Linked DNA regions of Gossypium hirsutum: region 1 is linked to region 2. The links are chromatin contacts, called in public Hi-C maps. All regions are on one chromosome and are shown on one strand. The core of a region is the stretch at or near the end of the contact, and the rest is flanking DNA. Distances in the headings are between cores, read along the strand shown.

Region 1 (4,959 bases), core at 948-3,447, 140 kb after region 2:
TATTCCTTGCAGATACTTTTGGCTTGCCTGGAGCAGCTTAGTTCTTACACTGAAAGCCTGTTGGCTCAACAGGATGAACAAGTTCACAGTTTTGAGAGACCTCAATTTTGTTGCAGAAAACCTTGGTGTTGAGTTTTTCAAAGGTACTGTTGTGGTATGATAATCTTCCCATTACTGATGATGTGTAGAGTTGAATGAATTTTGTATTATTTTCTTCAACAATTAGAATAAATTGTATTTATCTATTCGATATCGAACCAGTTGGCAAAGCTGTTGAGGGAGTATTGTAATGAAGCATTGGGATTTTATAATGTAAAACAATTTTATAATGTAATCATTAATGCAAAACTTTCTCATTAACATCGCCTTTTCCAATTTTATAATGTAGATAAACAAATATTTTTTGTTTCTTTTAGTTGAAAAAAGAAAAATAAAAAAATGCTATTTTTCTTCTGGATGCTTTGTGACTTTTTTCTTTTATTTGTAATAAAAATTGTGTTTAATACAATCAAGTAATTTTAGAGTATAACACAGGTAAAAAGCTTTTTTATATAAAAATTATGTAAATAACAAATAAAACTTTAGTTGAAATCATAAAATTGAGATAAATTCAGAAGTAATGCATTCAAATAATAGTGTACTTTTTTAAAATATAGTAAATAAATTTTTTTAATTTTTTAATATAATTAAATATAAAAATAAAAAAACATTTTAGTATAATTTAAATATAAAAATAATTATATTAAGAATGTTATTAAGTTATATTTAATAATAATTATATTAAAATATGATTAAATTATTTATTTTTATTTTTATCAAATTATATTATATTTAATAAGAACCTAATTAAAATTTAATATCCATATTTAAAAAATTTTTACTAAGAATATTATTATCATTTTAGTTTTTTTCTTTATACTATTTTATATCTATTCCATTCAACCAAACACAATAATACTATTACAACTTTATTCCATTAAATTCAACCAAACAATTAAATTCTATTACAACAATTGAATTACTAATTATAGGCCTATTCTATTACAGCTCTTTTTTAGAAACCTTACTCCAAACATTCCGTACAGTTTGGGAAGCTTTGATGGGGGATCAATCTATCATCTTTTGATTTGTTTTTCAGACCCTTAAACAGGAAACGCCTTCTTCCCTCATCATTTCCAGAGATCGTATAAAATTCCGAACTATGATTATTCCAAATACTCTCTTGTAGCAGTAATCTTTGGTTATCGAAACTCCACCGAAACAACAGCAATAATTAACACAGAAATCAAACGCAACTTCACTAACAAATCAATAACCGATTATACATATATCAATCAAACGAAATTTAGACTAATCCTAATTCAGATGATAACCCACCAAATATATCCTTTTTCCCAAACTAGAAATTACATTTTTCTGTGAGGAAATTAAAAAAAAAAGACTGAGAGTTTATAGACGAAAACCCAGACACACCTTTGCATTCTAAACCAAGCAAATCAGCAAATCTAAGACCCAAGTTACGCTATACAACATAAAGAACACTATTTGAAAAGCTAAAACCTACTCCTGTTTCGATCTTTCCCCTTGAAAAAATAAGGGATGATCGAAATATAAAAGAGAACCCAAACGATGAAATCGACAAACTGACACGAATTAATTTCTGAGTATGACTACAAATCGAGCCTTAATATCCTCCTTAAGTCGCTCGTGGCGTCGTCATTCTTCACGGTAACGCTGATCTTCTTGGTGCAAAACACCGGCATCGGGACGGAACTCGGAGGCGGCGAGGTTATAAAGGCCGACCCAGCATAAAAAGAGGCTGGAACGACCTTCTTATTGTTGTTTGACTTGGTCAGTCGGATCTGGGTAGGAACGGAACCGGGTTCAGGACCCAAACGGTTAGTGGAACCCAGATCTGCAACGTCAATGTTTTCCTTTTCGAACCTGACGGATTTCTCCGGCGTCGGTTTTTTTAGAACCTCACCGCGTTTGAGGATCTTAACTTGACCCATCACGAGATCTTTAGCCGGTACCTTGGGGCCGGCCGACTGGGAAGGAGGGGAGGTAGTAGGAGACCGAGTTTTACGGTTTGGGTGTGACCGATTCGATCGGTTCGGATTAAGGCAAAGACTATTTCGTTGTTTCACGGGATTTGGTAGCTTCAAACAATCGTCTGGTTTTAGAACTGCAACACCCATGGCTGAAAAAGAAGAAATTTATAATATATGAACAATCAAGAGAATTGAAAAGCTTTGGAAATGAAATTGGGAGAGGATTTTTAGACGAAATTTAAGAAAGAAGACTCAAATGAAGCGAAATTAAGTATTTATCAAAAAGAGGAGAAACTCTTGCATTTCATGAGATAAAAGGAAATGAAACATGTAATGTGGTTTGAGTTAGAAGGAAAGAGGGATTTTTATAGGAGAAGCAAAATTAAAATTAAATTATTTGCTTTTAATGGCGGTTTAAAAGCCACTCTCATCATGGCGGTGTTGCAACTTCTTTTTAATAATATAATCTATAAAATCTTCCAACTTTATTAAAAACAATTATTTCAGCTATTTATTTTTTTAAACTTTAATCACTTTAAAATAATAAAAAATTTATCATTTATTAATTTTGTTAAGACTATTATATCAACAATTAATTATTTTTTATTTTAAATTTTTTATAAATATCTTATTAAATAGATTTTTTTTTATTTTCGAGATAAGCAAAGCATGTGAAGTCATACTTACTTTACTCTTTTTACGCATTAGGAGAATACAATTTCTCCTCTGATTTAGTTTCTCTCTTTTTTTCTTTTTTTAATTTTCAGTAAAAGTAAATAGCACAATTGTGGCTAGGTAACTATATTAGTGACCTACCTAATTTTATTGTAGAAAATTTCGGGATCAATGATTGGACCATGCAAATTAGAAATATTTTTTCTTAGATAAATGAGGAGATTACTCGATCCATTTACGTATTGCTCAGGATCTATATAATAATCGGGGCTTCCATTTCAAATGCATATCCCATTTTTGTGCAACAATGATATGAAAATCCACGAGAAGCAATTGAGTGTATTGTATGTGCTAATTGCCATTTAGCGAATAAACTCAAGGATATTGAGGTTCCACAAGCGATACTTCTTGATACTATATCCACCAAGATATAGATAAGTTTTTGATATACTTTAAATTCTAATAGTCATTAGGAGTAGAGTTCTATTTCATTTATATTTTTTATGTCTATAAATATAGACTTTGGGAAAGTATTGTAGATTATTCCGATTGATCAATAAAATACGCTTTCTTTTACTCTCTCATTTTGTTTGTTCTTTACTCTCCGTTTATTTATTTTATAACAAAAATAATATATAAAATTTATTTTCAAAAAAATAAAAATTATAAAAAATGTAGTAAAAATATTTTCTAATTTTTAAAAAATTAATTAAGTGCTAGCGTGGATACCATGTCAAGAAATTTAACCGATTAATTTTTCCATCTATGTTTGGGGTGATTTGACAGATAGAATAAGTTTAAGGGGTAACCGAGGCAATAATTTAAATGAATGGCTAAAATGTCTTTTTTTGTAAAATTGGAAGGACAAATAGATCATTATGCCTATTTTTTTAACACATACATTGATTCTCTTTGTTACTGTACTATTAGGTAAATTATGAAAATATATTTCTGTAATTAAAAATAGTAAAAATGTACCTACATTGAGGTTTGAACTCACACTAATAAGATTACTAAAACTTTAAATTTATCGGTCTACCAAAAATTCATTTTAATGTTTTTTATATGTTTTTATTTTAATATACACAATTTATTACCTTCATTGATTGTATATCTAATTTACATACAAATTAATCTAATTTTTTATTTTAATATTGTAAATATTTCATACTTTATTATGATTAATTAGTTTCAAACCATACGTTTCATTATTTATTGTATGTAATTTTCAAACGCACCTCTATATGTTAAATATGTAATTTCCGCATTCATATATGTGTAATAGGATTTATAGTTTTTTTAATATATATTAAATTTTCTTGTTGAAACTCTAATTGAATTCAAAATTGAGCAATTTTCTTCAAGCAATTTAGAAGATTTTATTTCTTTAATTAAAACGCACGTGTTTTAATTCTTAATATATATAATTTATGTTTTTAAATGCGTATTTTGATTTTATGCAATATTATTTATTAAATTTTTATTTCAGTTAAACTTTTCAAAAATAGCTAACACTATTAATACAATACAATACACAAATAATTAAATTTATATAATTTATGTTTTTTTATTATGAAATACAATACACAAGTTTAAGGTTACTTATTAAATACATAAATAATTAAATTTATTCGAGATAAAAATAACTCCATTGATTTATATTTTTAAATGTACAAAATTGAATTAAAACCAAAATTTCATATTAAATGATTGTATAAAATTAAAGTTTACATATCATATAAATTTTTTAGAGTTTTGCTTTTAGGATACAAATCTTTATACAAAAAAAAAAGAAGCCAATGAGCATCAGATTGCTCGAAAAATCTTGAGTGTCCATATTTGAGTCTCATAATATGAAAATATCACGTCATGTGTACGTTATCTATAAGATTTTTATTTTTTATTTTTTGGTTTAAGTTTCATATTATTTATTCTAGTACAAGTTGAGATATATTTCAATTTTTAGTATGGTTTGTGCTCCACACTAAATTAATTATAGTTTTTTTATAGAAAATTAATTATAATTAAGTTGCTTAAATATGTATTATTTGTGATCATATCATAATTACATTTTGAAGAAAAAAATTAAATTGAAAAATTCGTTACTTTGATCCTTTGGGCTATCAGACTCCTCTACAAGTTTATATATTATCGTCAAATTGAGTATAAGCTTTGTTTTCTAACTTGGCATATAATTTGAATTTTGAGAGGTGATCAGTTGATTAAGTTGGAG
Region 2 (5,030 bases), core at 719-3,218:
TGCTGCTCAATAAGACAGCTTTGACATAAACATAAGAAAATAATGGAATTGTGTGTAATTATTCCGTAAACTCCGGTAATGCTCCATAACCTTCTTCTGGTGACGGTTTGGGGTTAGGGACTGTTACAATTAGGAATTTTGGGTATCTGCGATGTCCCTTCACATTCTAATTGGTCTGTCCATCCAACATTAAAATCAAAGTCAAATTCGCAATGTTGACTTATTGGACTAACATTCTCAACAGGCTCTAAGTCTGCTAACTCGACAAATAATTCAACTGGTTGAGGGTTCTCACTCCCAGTCGACCACCATATTTCCATCATAGTGCCCAAGTCATCATCATCTAATAGCTGCATTTCACAAAATTTGAACGAATCTGTAGAAATTGGAAACTTGTAAAATAATTTGGACATCGCCCTTCCACAATGTATAGCTATTTTCGTACTGATCTTCCTTTTCATTTCTGCTAGCTTCACATTTTTTTTGAATCGCAAACCTACTCTTTGCCGACCTCGAAATTCACAACCAACAACACCTTCTATAATTTCACCATAAAAAAGAACATACACCAAAAACACCTCATTATTCATATTGGATAGATTTTTTGAACTCTCCTACTAAACACAACAATTTCACCATTCTATATATAGTAGAGAACCAAGAGGTGGAGCCATATTAAATATTAATTCTTAAAATTTTAAATTTAATTTAAAAAACGTTTGAATATCTTTATTAATTTTAAAATTAATAATTTATAAAAAATATATTTAGTATTTAAAAAATAATATTTAAAATTTAAAAAAGTAATTTCAAAAAATATATTTAAAATTTAGAAAAATATATTATTAATAAAATATTCTAAATTTTTTAAAGTTAATAATAATAATAAATAAATAAATAAATAAATAAATAAACATAAAAAACAAAACATAAGAAAAAAAAATCAAAAAAGTAAAAAAAAAGGAAACTGACATGGCAGGTAGGGAATCTGGTGGCGCGAATTTAATTGGCTCCACCATAAAATGGTTAATTTCTTTTAAGTCCCTTCATATTTTCAAAAATTTTAATATTTCATTTTATATCTTTAAAAATAATTTAAAATTCATAATTTAAAATATTATAAAATAAATTAAATAATATTTAAAATATTATAAAACTAATAACAAATTTGAAAGTTTAAAATATTTAAATATTTTATATTATTAAAAAATATATTTAATATTTAAAAAATAATATTTAAAATTTTAAAAGTAATTTCAAAATATAAAATTAAAATTTAGAAAAATATATATATTAATAAAATATTTTAAATTTTTTAAAGTTAATAATAATAAATAAATAAACATAAAAAAAGTCAAAAAAGTAAAAAAAAATGACACGGCAGGTAGGGAATCTAGTGGCGCCATTTTAATTGGCTCCACCAGAAAATGGTTAATTTTTTTAAGTCTCCTATATTTTTAGAAATTTTAATATTTCTCTAGTATTTATACAAGTGGCGCCATTCTATATGGCTCCATCAAAAAATTAATTTTTTTATGCTCCTTGCTGACGTTTGGTTCCACCAACATTTACTGTAGATTTCAGGTCATTCTTGTATTTAATTAAAAAGGTGAGTCATTTTGATAATTAATTAAATTATTTGAATTATTTTTATAAAAAAGCCAAATTTTAAGATACGAAAAAAGGAAAATAGTAGGTGAGTGGTTGGCATAAATGTTTCAAAAACTATATTAATAGTCAAACTAGTCAGATTATCAATTTTTTATTTTTAATAAATAATAATAAAATAAAAATAAAAATTATAAACGGGTTCAATTGGTTGTAATCTCATATTTTGTTTTTCTATTGATTTAACTATTCACTTATAAATTAATTCTTTTCTATATAAATCGATTTTCTATCTAAAATATCCATCCATCACCATAGTCTGATTCCAAAAGCAAAGGATGTTATGACAGAGAATACAAAATTTTTAAAGTTGATTTAATATGCAAATGGCAGTTAGAGCATCCCAACAACAAGAAATTAATTGACATATGGGCAAATTAGAAAAAAGATTAGGCTCTGGCCCCTTTTAACGGTCAAGTAGTAGCTGGATCCACATTGGCTTAAAAGCAAGTGAGCTGTAAATTGGACGGCAAATGCCGGTTTTTGTGGCTTTGGATGTTTCTTTTTATAATACCTGCATTCCTCCTTGCTCTCAAAAATCATTCTTCATTTTACATCCTCCCATGGCCGCCGCACCACAAGAAAAACCAATCCACGCCAAAGAAACCTGGCCATTAAGAAACGACGGAAACGAAGACTACTCCCAAGATTTCGAAGACCCGGATTCGTCCTTCGGCTGCGGTTGTTTCCAGGGGCTTTTCCGGTGGCGGTTCCGGCTCGAAGGGCAGGGGTACTTGCTGCAACAAGAAGAGGCAAAAGAAATCTGGTTGAAGAGGAAAGCCAAGGAACTGAAAGAGGTATCGGAGGTATTGGCAGGGCCCAAGTGGAAGAATTTCATACGAAGGTTCAGCGTTTATGGAGCCAACAAAAAAAGGAGGTCGACGATGAAGATGCAGTATGATATTCAGAGCTATGAACTCAATTTCGATGAAGGGATCCATAGAGAAGCTGATGCTGCTTTCCTTGATTTCTCTGCTAGATTTGCAGCTCCATGTGGGATCAACAAAGGGTAGAGAGAGAGAGAGGTTGGGGGCTTAAATTTAATATAATTTTTTTGAGGGGGTCCAAAAGAAATTTTACCATTACATTGGTTTATAAGTTTATTTGCCCTGAATTGTTGAGTAAGACCATTCTTTTTGTACATTGTTCATAATCGTCATATGTGTTTACAGTGTCTTCATATACGGCCAATGATAAATGTTAATGAAAATCGGTTTGTTTTGGTGTAGTTACCTGTTTGGCATAATTTCAATCTTACCTCCTATTCTTTTATCACTTTGGTTTTTAACCCTTTTTTTTTGCTCTTTTAAAATTACTTTATTCCTCGATCTTCAATTGTCAGTTATATTACTTTTTGTTAAAAAAAAACTTATTGGACTATTAAAAACTTAAACGGTGTTGAGATGGTATCTTGTGTTATCATGTTACAATTTATGTTTATTTTATTGTTGATGTGGATAATTCTTTTAAAATTTTTATAAAATTTTTATTAAGTATATGTGAACTGTCATGTAGGCTACTATATGTGCCATTAAAATTTTACGAGTTCAATAAGTTTTTTCTTATAAAAGAAGGGGTAAAATGTAAAATTTCAAATGAATTTTGGTTCAACGTGCATTATTATATATGAACTTCTATTTTGTGTGTACATATAATTTTTTGGTTTAATTTAATTTTTATCAACTACTAACACAATTATCGATATAGCACTAATAAAAATACCATAAAATTCCATGTACTATACTTGAATTGCATATTATCCCTTCTACTAAAAAAATTAGCAAATTAACCCTTCTACATTAGATAAGTGAGCAAAACAGTCCCTCTATTAAAATTTGGTGTTCATATATAATGTATAATAATAAATGTAGCCCTTAATATTTATAAATTTATTCAATGTGACTCCTACTCTTTTATTGGAGGTAAATTAAAAAATTTTAAAACTACTAAAGCTAAAAGGTGAACAAAGCCTTAGTAACAAATTAAAAATCAAAATTTTAATTTTAGAAAAACTAAACTACATCAAATTAAAAATGAGATTAAGTCTTAAAATTAATTATAATAGAAGGACTAAAAATAAAATTAGACTGATTTAATTCTATTCCAATTGCCCATTACAGTTAGGTACGCTTTTTGAAAACAGACAAAGGAGATTTTGGGGATCTCCAAAGTCCAAACTTCCATAAAAGGTCAAATTAGAGTGGACATCCATATTTCAAAAGTCCCACCCACCTACTCCAATCAACAAAATAATGCACGTTGAAGATTTTTCACCTATTCAAGGGACAGCGAAGTTTCATACCTCGGATTATCTGATAACACTCAAAGATTTACTCAAAAAATAAAAAGGTTTTAACAAATTATTAAGCTTAAAAAAAGGATTGAATTAAATTTAAGACATGTTTTTTATACTAGTTGCATCTTGGGCAAGATTTATTTAGCCTGAGCTTAATTCTATCAGGCTTAAATATATTATGTTATAAAAAATGCTATATTAATTATATTTATATTTATATTAAATAATTAACCTAATAACAATTAAATTCATTATTTAAAACTTAAAAAAAAACTTAAGCAAAAATTTATATTTAATACAATAAAATATTTATTATATTTATAGTAGTGTTTTATAATATAAATATTTTTTAATATGTTAGAAAACTTTTATTTCAATATATTTTAGTGCATTATATTTTTTAAAAAATTAATTTTAAATAAAAATAATCTAAAAAATTCAAATATGGTTAGGCCGGGCTGAGCCTAGATTTATCTTTTTTAAATTGGCTAGGGTTGGGTAAAAGTAAGCCCATTTTTCGACCCGAGTTATTCTCAAACTTAAAATTCTAGTATGGATACATTGTATGGATCCGACCCAACCCAGGAGGACTTGTAGAGTGCATATCCTATTTCAAAAGAAATAATTTTTATATTTAAATTTAATTATAAAAAATATAGATATGAATATAAATATATTTTTATTAATTGGAGCCAGGCTGTATATAAATCTTAATCGGATCCAGAGTGGATGGGATGGGCTGCCCGGCCATGACCCCTCTCCACAATGCTATCTATTATTCTAGCTTAGATTTCGCTGTAATTCTCATTGAGACTTAGGCAGGTCTTCCCCTATTTTTAAGATGCATGACTTTCTTTCTTTTTTTCAATAAGAGGAAGGGATAAAGAGGTTTAGGGATGGACTTCCTAATTAATGTTAACTAAAAATTTGACGTCCAATTTTTTAAACAAAAAACATTAAGATTTAATTAGAAAAGCACTCTATTGTTATCATTATTATTATGAAGGCACAACATTGAAAGGGTAAGAAAAAAAAAGCCTTAAAAGAAGGCTTTTCACACACATGC

The links. A called contact is a pair of places that touch in the nucleus more often than the background predicts.
Region 1: a Hi-C map of leaf shows a contact between it and region 2, with 2.1 times the contacts expected there. The contact joins the promoter of LOC121230499 here to the promoter of LOC107962912 in region 2. A contact is called at or near these places in 3 of 34 Hi-C or Micro-C datasets (callus and leaf).

Annotation. Positions count from the first base shown.
Region 1 is chrA06:39,157,807-39,162,765 of Gossypium_hirsutum_v2.1, forward strand. LOC121230499 reads right to left here and starts at 2,198. Exons shown (of 1, transcript XM_041115393.1): 1 at 1,671-2,198. The coding sequence starts at 2,198. The coding sequence ends at 1,671. It also overlaps the pseudogene LOC107962915.
Region 2 is chrA06:39,014,473-39,019,502 of Gossypium_hirsutum_v2.1, forward strand. It overlaps LOC107962912, which reads left to right and starts at 1,969. Exons shown (of 1, transcript XM_016899473.2): 1 at 1,969-2,896. The coding sequence starts at 2,142. The coding sequence ends at 2,681.